Linked DNA regions of Zea mays: region 2 is linked to region 1. A link is a contact called in public Hi-C data. All regions are on one chromosome and are shown on one strand. The core of a region is the stretch at or near the end of the contact, and the rest is flanking DNA. Distances in the headings are between cores, read along the strand shown. Region 1 overlaps LOC100191715 (chlorophyll a-b binding protein). Region 2 holds the start of LOC100283329 (succinyl-CoA ligase alpha-chain 2).

Evidence for each region. A called contact is a pair of places that touch in the nucleus more often than the background predicts.
Region 2: a Hi-C map of leaf shows a contact between it and region 1, with 5 times the contacts expected there. The contact joins the promoter of LOC100283329 here to the enhancer-like site in region 1. A contact is called at or near these places in 3 of 25 Hi-C or Micro-C datasets (leaf and tassel).

The regions. Positions count from the first base shown.
Region 1 is chr2:213,808,075-213,812,485 of Zm-B73-REFERENCE-NAM-5.0, reverse strand. LOC100191715 (chlorophyll a-b binding protein) reads right to left here. Exons shown (of 5, transcript NM_001137144.2): 4 at 2,335-2,545; 5 at 1,971-2,239. The coding sequence ends at 2,222. Among protein-coding and RNA genes, the nearest start is that of LOC100191715, 6.5 kb to the right of the region's middle. Within about 2 kb of position 2,000, at least 6 of the 20 cell types and tissues checked have an H3K27ac peak or open chromatin away from gene starts, as enhancers often do. A contact at or near this core is called in leaf, where this site is marked.
Region 2 is chr2:213,886,980-213,891,733 of Zm-B73-REFERENCE-NAM-5.0, reverse strand. It overlaps LOC100283329 (succinyl-CoA ligase alpha-chain 2), which reads right to left and starts at 3,393. Exons shown (of 7, transcript NM_001156230.2): 1 at 3,045-3,393; 2 at 1,537-1,746; 3 at 935-1,105; 4 at 725-848. The coding sequence starts at 3,251. It also overlaps the pseudogene LOC103649271.

The DNA.
Region 1 (4,411 bases), core at 751-3,250:
ATCCCCACTGGACATCGTTACTCTATCGGTTAAGCTAAACTAGGAGCAACACGACTCTAATACCAATTGAAAGGATCACAATGCCCAAGAGGGGGGGAGGGGGTGAATTGGGCTTCTCTAAAATTCTAGCGAAAGATTAAACCCTAAACAAGAGTCCAGCTTCACCCAATCTAATAGCTAGCATATAAAAGCTATGAAATGGTAAGCAACCCTAAGTCATTATGGCAAATACTAGCTAAGCAAATACACAATGTAAATTGCTCAAAGTAAATGTGGAAAGTAAAATAGGGACGAGAAAAGTCCATTTTTTCCTAGGAGTCGTCACTCTCCACTAGTCCTCGTTGGAGCACCCGTGCAAGGGTATCGCTCCCCATTGTCCTCGGAAGAACTAAGTGCTCACTATGAGATGATCCTTTGCCTCTCCGGCGCGGTGGATCTCTCACGACCGCGTATAATCACCGAGTCAAGTCACCAACAAATCCTCTGGGGTGATCACTGAGCTCCAATCGCCACTAACCCATCTAGGTGATGCCGATCACAAGAGTAATAAGCTATAGACTTTCACTTGACCAAGAGAAGCTTAATGCATGTAGTGTGTGCTCTATGTGGCTCTCATGGGCTCTAATGAGTTACTAACATGAGATTATGATTTTGCTAATCGCCTCACTAGGTTTTGTGGACTTGCAATGCTCTAGCAATGAATTCAAGTTAGTTGGGGCAGCAAGGCAATAAATACGACTAGTGGAGGGGATATAAATACCCAACCACCCCAAACTAGCCATTTCTGGCCTTTCTGCTTATGGGCGTACCGGACAGTTCGGTGCGCCACCAGTGCGCCAATGCTGCTCTCCCAACGGCTAGTCCTAACAGTTAGTCATTACACCGAGGAGCACCAGACAATGCATAGAGACTGTCCGATGCACACCGGACAGTCGGGTGTCTGTCAAAAATTCGGCTAGCGCCAAGTGCTTGCTCTTGGGCGCTCTCTAGCCAGCTGTCGAGGGGACCACCGTACTGTTCGGTGCACACTGGATAGTCTGGTACCCTTAGAGCAGCTGCACTTGTTTCTAATCTAGGGTTTTTCTAAACTGATTTTGATTCTAACTTGTGAGTGAGGTTATGAGTGACACATAGCACTAGTTTTGAGTGTGAACATGCACCGACACTACACTAGTTATCTCTTGGTCAAACTACTCATCCACAACTCCTCTTTATAGTATGGCTAAAATAAAATTAAAAGTTCTAACTCTATACCAAGTGTCCCACAACTCCTTCGACCCTTAGGATATGAAGACCTTCATCTTGACTCGTGTTTTTCAGTCGTCGCTTCAAGTTCTCATCTAAGGGATTGTTTTGACCGGTTGTAGCGTAACTTACTGCATTGTGATCTAACTTACTATTTTGCTGCATTGTGATCTAACTTACTATTTGCTCTGCAAAACACACGTCAAAAATAATCTTACGTTATCATTAATCAAAAAATCAACTAGGAGCCTAGCTTCAAGTTCTCATCTAAGGGATTGTTTTGACCGGTTGTAGCGTAACTTACTGCATTGTGATCTAACTTACTATTTTGCTGCATTGTGATCTAACTTACTATTTGCTCTGCAAAACACACGTCAAAAATAATCTTACGTTATCATTAATCAAAAAATCAACTAGGAGCCTAGATGCTTTCAGTAAGAGCTTGTTCGGTTACGCCAATCCAAAAGGGGATTAAATCACCTTCTAGTCATTTTTGACTAGAAGAGTATTTAATCTCCTTAAATCCACTTCTAGGCTTGTTCGGTTACGTCTGGATTAAAGGGATTAAATCACTCCCTAGTCAAAACCCTTTCGAAATCCTGAGATAACTGAACAAGGTCTATGGATTGGCATAAACGAACAACCCCTAAATGATTTTGCGCTAAATGATTTTCAGGCTGGGAGCCTAGGACTGCCCTTTATCACCCAAAACGATTGTAAGCGTTGCACAAATCATCAAGCCGTTGATTCAGAGAACATGGCATAACATCTAACGAGTATCCCCTTTTTACACTGGTTACAACATAGTACAAGTACACCATGCATCGCACTCGCACCACGAGCATTCCATCATTGACAGTCTACTCAGCAGTCCTTCCCCACCAAAAAAAATGTGAAGTTTCATATATATCGGCCATCAACCTGACGATGCATGTGTGGTAGCACTCCTCAAAATGCTAATAATAAGTTCAACTCCTCATTTGGGGGTGAAGGCCTGATCAAGAACATAAAAGATTCTCAAATCAGCAACCAAATCATGCAAAAAAAAATGTGGCGCATTCATATGCAATGCGGGTTGATTCAGTTGACCTGGAAGATGGTGGCGTGGCCAGGGTCGGCGAGGTGGGCGAAGAGGTTGTCGATGGGGCCGGTGCCGGTGTACTCGGCCTGGAACCAGGCGCCCATGACGGCGAGCATGGCGAGGCGTCCGTTCTTGATCTCCTTGGTGCGCAGCTCCTTGATCTTCTCCGGCGAGCCGCTGCCCCAGCCGAGCGGGTCAAACCAGAGGCCACCAGGGTACCTTTCATAAGCACACAGATGAATAATTGTTAGCCTTCGGCAAGGACTACCGTTGAACACCAAATTGAGCACGCGGACGGTCCGGCCCTGAGGCCGGACGGTCCGCGGTCCGGACGGTCCGCGCCTGTGGGCCGGACGGTCCGCGCGGGCGCAGAGCAGATTAGGGTTCCGAGTTTTGTGCTACGGTTGTTAGCTAAAATCGCGGGATAAGCTCGGAAATTAGTTTGTAAAGGGTCCAGCCCCCCCTCCTCTATAAATAGAGAGGTATACGGCCGATTTGTAATCAACAATCGAATCAATACAACTTCTATTCGCATTTATTTCTAGTACAATTAGGAGTAGTTCTAGTCTAGTTCTAGTTTAGCCTCTCGATCCCCAAATTCTCCGCCTCTCCTCGACTCTACGTCGATTAGAGGAGTCTAGGTCGGCCGGCCCGAGCCTAGACAACTCCTAGGATCTCTCCTCCCCGACGGGGTCCCTCCCGGGAGCGAGATCCAGGCGCCGCCGGCGATCTTCCGCCGCCCCTGCGCACGCGCGGACCGTCCGGCCCCAGGGCGCGGACCGTCCGGACGTCAGGCAGGAAAACCTAGCCCCTGCGCCAGGTCGCGGACCGTCCGGCCCCAGGCCGCGGACCGTCCGCGCCTGACCAGAGAGCACCACCGCCGGTTCTTCTTGAGTATTTGGCGCTCCGAAAAGGCGTCAACATACTTTTTGGCGACTCCGCTGGGGACAACACATATAGATCTATCAAATCGGCCCTAAATGGCCGGTTCAAAAGATAGCTCTGAGGTTTCCACCAGCAATATCATCACACCGACATGGGAAGCCTTGCCGGCTGAAGAACAGCTCCTGTTCGAGGAGCGCCAGGAGCAGCTGATCCAAGAAGCAAAGGCGAAGTTCCTGGCTGACTTCAAAGTGGACAGGAACAACAAAGTCGTTCGGCAACGGGTGACAGATCTGGCTTCGCTCCGACCTACTACAATTACCCCAAATGTAAGTAGCACCAACAAACTCCAATCTCTTAAAGCTTACATAGACGAACAGCGAGAACAGATGCAAAATATCATAGGGGTTATGCAAAACGATTGTAGGAGACTAGTACGTGCATTTGATAAATCTAGTATAGCAAATTTTCCTTCACACGAGGCTGAATTAGGAGATAATACACGTAATACATCGGTTAAAGGTTGTCACGACCAGTCACAACCCCCTTATGGGATGCCGATGGACACGTACCCTAAGCAAACGCAAATCGGCAGTAAACCAGGCGATCTACACATGTCCGGACCGTCTGCTCGCGAGCGCGGACCGTCCGGGCCCATTTTTAATGAGTTACCTAGACACGCACTCGAGCCACCACATAGGGCACCGAATTTAAACTATCCAGTCGGACGGTCCGCATACAACGACGGACGGTCCGCATATAATCACGGACGGTCCGGGTACGTATCCGGACAGTCCGCGCATGAGTCTTTTGAGGGGGATTATTACCTGAATCCTCGCCCGTCCCAACAACACTTCCCATCACATTATGCAATGCACCAGCCCATTAATTCAGGATCCAGAGCCCAGGAAAGCTTTCCGGCCCCACCTAGAAGGCCGGAAAGAAACGATCAAACATATGAGCCATATAGGGCAAATGGAAATGCACCACGTAGCTCAAACCAATGGGGGGAACGACAACATACTAACATGCAATCAACCCCACCTATGTTTGACCAGAGAGCCGGTGGTCTTGCACCGACTGCCATTGGTATAGTGAGGGAAGAAATAGCCGGGGCGTTCCGAAATAAGCTTGGAGTAAGCATGATCCCTGGGGGGCAATCATATCGGAAGCCTTATGACAGCCGATTTGATCACCACCCAT
Region 2 (4,754 bases), core at 2,144-4,643, 78 kb before region 1:
TACAGAGAGACGGAGGTATTGATATAGATGTTAGTCATAGAATCAAAGAAGGATGGATGAAGTGTCGTCAAGCGTCTAGCATTCTATATAGCAAGAGGGTATCAAAGAAGCTAAAAGGCAAGTTTTATAGAATGGCGATAAACCCGCTATATCGTATGGTGCATAATGTTGGCCTACAAAAAACGACATGTTCAACAGATAAGTGTTGCGAAAATACATATGTTGCATTGGATTTGTGGCCATACAAGAAGAGATCGAGCTCTAAACGATGATATTCGTGATAAGCTATGGGTAGCATCAGTTGAAGAAAAACTTGTCCAACACTGGTTGAGATGGTTTGGACATGTTCGAACAGAGACCTCCAGAGGTACCATTGCACCATTGCGTGGTGGGATCCTAAGGCGTGATCGCAATGGAAAGATAGGTAGGGAAAGGCCAAAGCTGATATGGAAAGAAACAGTAAAAAGAGATTTAAAAGGATGTAATATATCAAAAGTTTTAGCTTTTAATAGGAGTGCATGAAAAATAGCTATCCATGTGCCTAAACCTTGACTTGTGGTTCCGACTGGGTTTCAACTCTAGCCTACCCCAACTTGTTTGGAACTAAAAGGCTTTGTTGTTGTTGATATAAAAGAGTATAGGATCCGAGAAGATATATTTCATAATAGAATTAAAAAGGAAGGCTTTTGCTTAAAACATAAGGCCCTAATCTCAAAAGATGTACCTTCTGTCTGAGGGTCGTTGACGAACTTTTCAAGGCAATCAACAAAATTTGTGCCGTTGAACGGGTCACCACCAATGCCTACACAAGTTGACTGACCCAATCCTACAGCTGTTGTTTGAAACACCTGTCAACAAAAATCAAACATTGCATTAACCAAACAATTACCTGATTAGGTTTGCACATACAAAATAATAATAATAACAGACATACCGCTTCATATGTCAAAGTACCAGAACGAGATACGATCCCAATACGCCCAGGCTTGTGGATGTAACCTGGCATGATTCCAATTTTACACTCACCAGGCTTAATGATACCAGGGCAATTTGGCCCAATCAATCGAGTTTTAGACTGGCTGTTTAGTGCAGCCTTCACTTTCACCTAAATTTGCAAATGAAACATTATAATGTCACCTCATGGAGTTCCGTCAACAAAGCAAAATATAACTAACTGATTTATGACATGAGCCAAAAGCAATATGCAGAAAAAATACCACAAAAAGAATGTCAGCAAGCAAACTGCTCGATGGACCATGATAGTAAAATCTGTGTCTATTTGGATCACATACATCTATTTACCAATATTTGAGTCCCATCCTGCACAAAAGAGAATAATAGCCTACTACATGTCCGTCTAAGATAAACTGAGATAAGCGTTGACCACACATTCACACTACTTTCTTGTCCTTTTGCCAAAAATAAATGAATTTGTAATTTACATGTGCAGTGATTTCCAAACCAAAGATGATATGACAGTGAGCAGATTCCCAGGATCAGATGACTAACAAAGTACAGAAATGGTTAAAAAATTACCATGTCATGCTGAGGTATTCCTTCTGTAATGCAGACGGCAAGGTCGAGCTCAGCCTCCATTGCCTCCATTATAGCAGCGGCGGCAAATGGTGGTGGAACATATATAACAGTTGCATTGGCTTTTGTTTCAGCCTTAGCTTCTGCTACAGAGTTAAACACTGGGAGCCCTAAATGTTCAGTTCCACCTTTCTTAGGAGTCACTCCACCAACCTGTTACAACAAAAAAGAAGCTTAATATAAAATGAGAGACACAAGCTACAGGAAAAACATAAAAAATAACAATAATATATTTATAAGCTATATCTATTAACTGAAATACTGTTGAAACATAGAAATCATTGTTCAAATATCCACTTTCAGTTGTATTCATAATATATTAGTATTAATACCACATGGTATAAAAAGGTAGCATCTGGGTCAATTCCATTGTCAGAAACAGTGTGCCACGTTAATTATATGATTCTAGTGATCATCAGCATAAATGTAAAAATGCCAGTTGACAGGTCCATGGAACCATCTTGCTAAAAACCAGACTTCAACATTCTTAGTGCCTCAATTCCTTCTTCCTATTATCACAATATTTGGTTGTCTGAGGACTGCAGACCATTTTCATCAAACAGATCAGACGGAAACAAATTGTCAATAATGAAGAATAATTACATCTTCATAAATCATACATGATTCTCTTTTTTTGTTAGGTTGTGCTTAGAAGAGCTTAAAAAGTTTCAAAGCAGGGAACATACTCAAAGGTGTACGGTGCTCATATGCATATTTTAAATCTAGAACATCCATTTCGTATCCAATGGCATTAACTAATTTTACAAAGAACCCCTCCCACCAGGGGAGAGAGGGGAAGGTTTTTTTTATTATAAAATTGGTGTTGTTGTTGGACACGAGATGGATGTCCCAGATTTAAAATACACACGTGAGCATCGAACCCCTTTGCCTTCAAAGCATCGATGATGGGTATGATTCTCATAATCTCAAGCACCTTGGTTCAAATCAGGTTTCCTCATTTCCTGTGAGGAACATTTTTCTCAAACCATAATGAACTTATGCTTCCTAAGAAATGCTTGTGCATCCTGTCTGACAGACAAATGCTGACTCAGTAGATCGCATGGTGAAAAGCGCCAAAATTACTAGAGCATGTTAGTGACATCAATTAGCAATCAAATCAACAAATGATAATGGACCCTGATTTTTTGCAGCTTGAACTAAGGTTTCAGACCTCGTACAAAATGAGCAGCTATAGTTGCAAACGTCTTTTACTCCAACAGCATCCGTTAAGGGTAACACCGTTAGTTTCGCTCTCGATCGGAATGTAAGGTAGCCAAACGAAAGAGTAAGACCCGAGGAAATGGAGATCGGCGACCGAGCACCCAGGGGACCGCGCAGCACGAGCTCTGCCAAATCCTAGAATAGCTCGGCATGGAACGGAGCACACGGATCGAGCCATTGAGGGGCACATCAAAGGGAGACAGACGAGGGGGGCCGCGGCGGGGGCATACCATGTTGGTGCCGTACTCGATGGCCTGCTCGGTGTGGAAGGTGCCGTTCTTCCCCGTGATGCCCTGACAGATCACGCGGGTGCTCTTGTCGACGAAGACCGCCGGCGAGGGCGCCGCGGCGGCCGCCGCGGCGAAGCCCCGCGCGTGGAGGAAGCGGGAGGCGGCGGACCCCAGCGATTGCAACGCGCGGGGGGAGGAGGCGGCCATGGCGGACGCGGTGCTGGCGACGGCGCGTGCTCTTCCCTTCTCGATTCGATTTCTCACGGGTTTGGGGGATGGTGGCCCTCGCTTTCCTTTGTCTTTGGTCTACTCTACTTGGGTCTCGCGATCCATTCTTGCAGGGAAAGTTGAGCTTGAAAGTTTGCTTATGACCCCTCTTGAAAATTTTGATTCTAGTTGGAGTCGCTAATTGTTAAAAAACTAAAATTATTTAGTTAAAACAATTGTCAACTAAAGATTTTATTAAAAAAAATGGCAGCTTGTAACATGGATGTCGCTTATCACACGACACTGCCGAGCCTCAAGCAGCATTGTCGTAACAGTGTAACACATATTACCTCATAAAATACTTAACTTTTTTACTTTGAACTTTGTTTCTAGTGATCTTGGTTTTTTCGAAAAACTTGTTTCGAGAGCTATCCAACACAACAGATAACATGCCCAAAGATAAACAAGTAAAAAATGTCATGCTTTTGTGTTTCTCTCGTGTTAGCACTTGGGATTCGTTTAGTTTGAACACTTGAGACTTATCTATAACTAGGTCTATGCCCGTGCGTTGCTACGGGTGCATTAAAATGCATAACACTGTTAGTGCCAATGTGCCATTATATAGGAACTAATCCTTAGTAATACTGCACTCTTGTAACCGAAGTATCATAAGACCAATACAAGCGAGTAAACTCAATAGTCGCCCAAAGCGAAACAACAAATTTGCCGCAAGCTGCCTACTGCTGGGCGCACTGCACCCTCTGCCCACCACCTGGCACATCATCATCCTCGTCGTAGGCCTCCTGGTGCTGCTGCTGCCGCCTCCGCATCTCCTCTTCGATGTTCACGTCGTAGGGCATCGTATCCTCACACTCGTCCAGCTCCATGTCAGTGTACTGTGATACTGGCTTGGGCGGGAGAACAACCTCCAGGGCCTTGCACTGCTCCGAGCTCAACAAGTCCGAGAACTCCACCGAGAAGTGGATGTATAGCTTGCCCTTCATGAAGGGCCTCTGATACATGGGCATGCCTTCATCGTTGATTGCCTTGAAAGAATCTGCACAAATTTAAAGTAATCAATGAGCATTGGCCAAATCACGAAGGCGGAATCATAATCATACGTCAAAATCACCCACTAGGCTTCACAACTTCGCCAGGGTTCGATTTGATCAGCAGTTGCCTGTTATCCAAGTGAGTCAGAACAAACTGGAAGCCACACAGAGATTCAGTCAAGGTCAGTGTGTGCTCGTAGAAGAGGTCATCGCCCTTTCTCTTGAACTTGGGATGCTCCTTCTACTGGAGAACAAAGATGATATCTCTAGTGGCAGTATCAGGCTGCACACGAGCACAAGATAGTTAGAACCCAAGGTTGCACACATTAGTTAGAACAGAAGTTTAGTTTGTGCCAGAGGAATAACTTTAGAACTGAGGACTAAGGAGTCATTACTGCTTCATCAGCTTCGCCAAGGAATGTGATCTTATGCCCGTTCTGCATACCTTTCT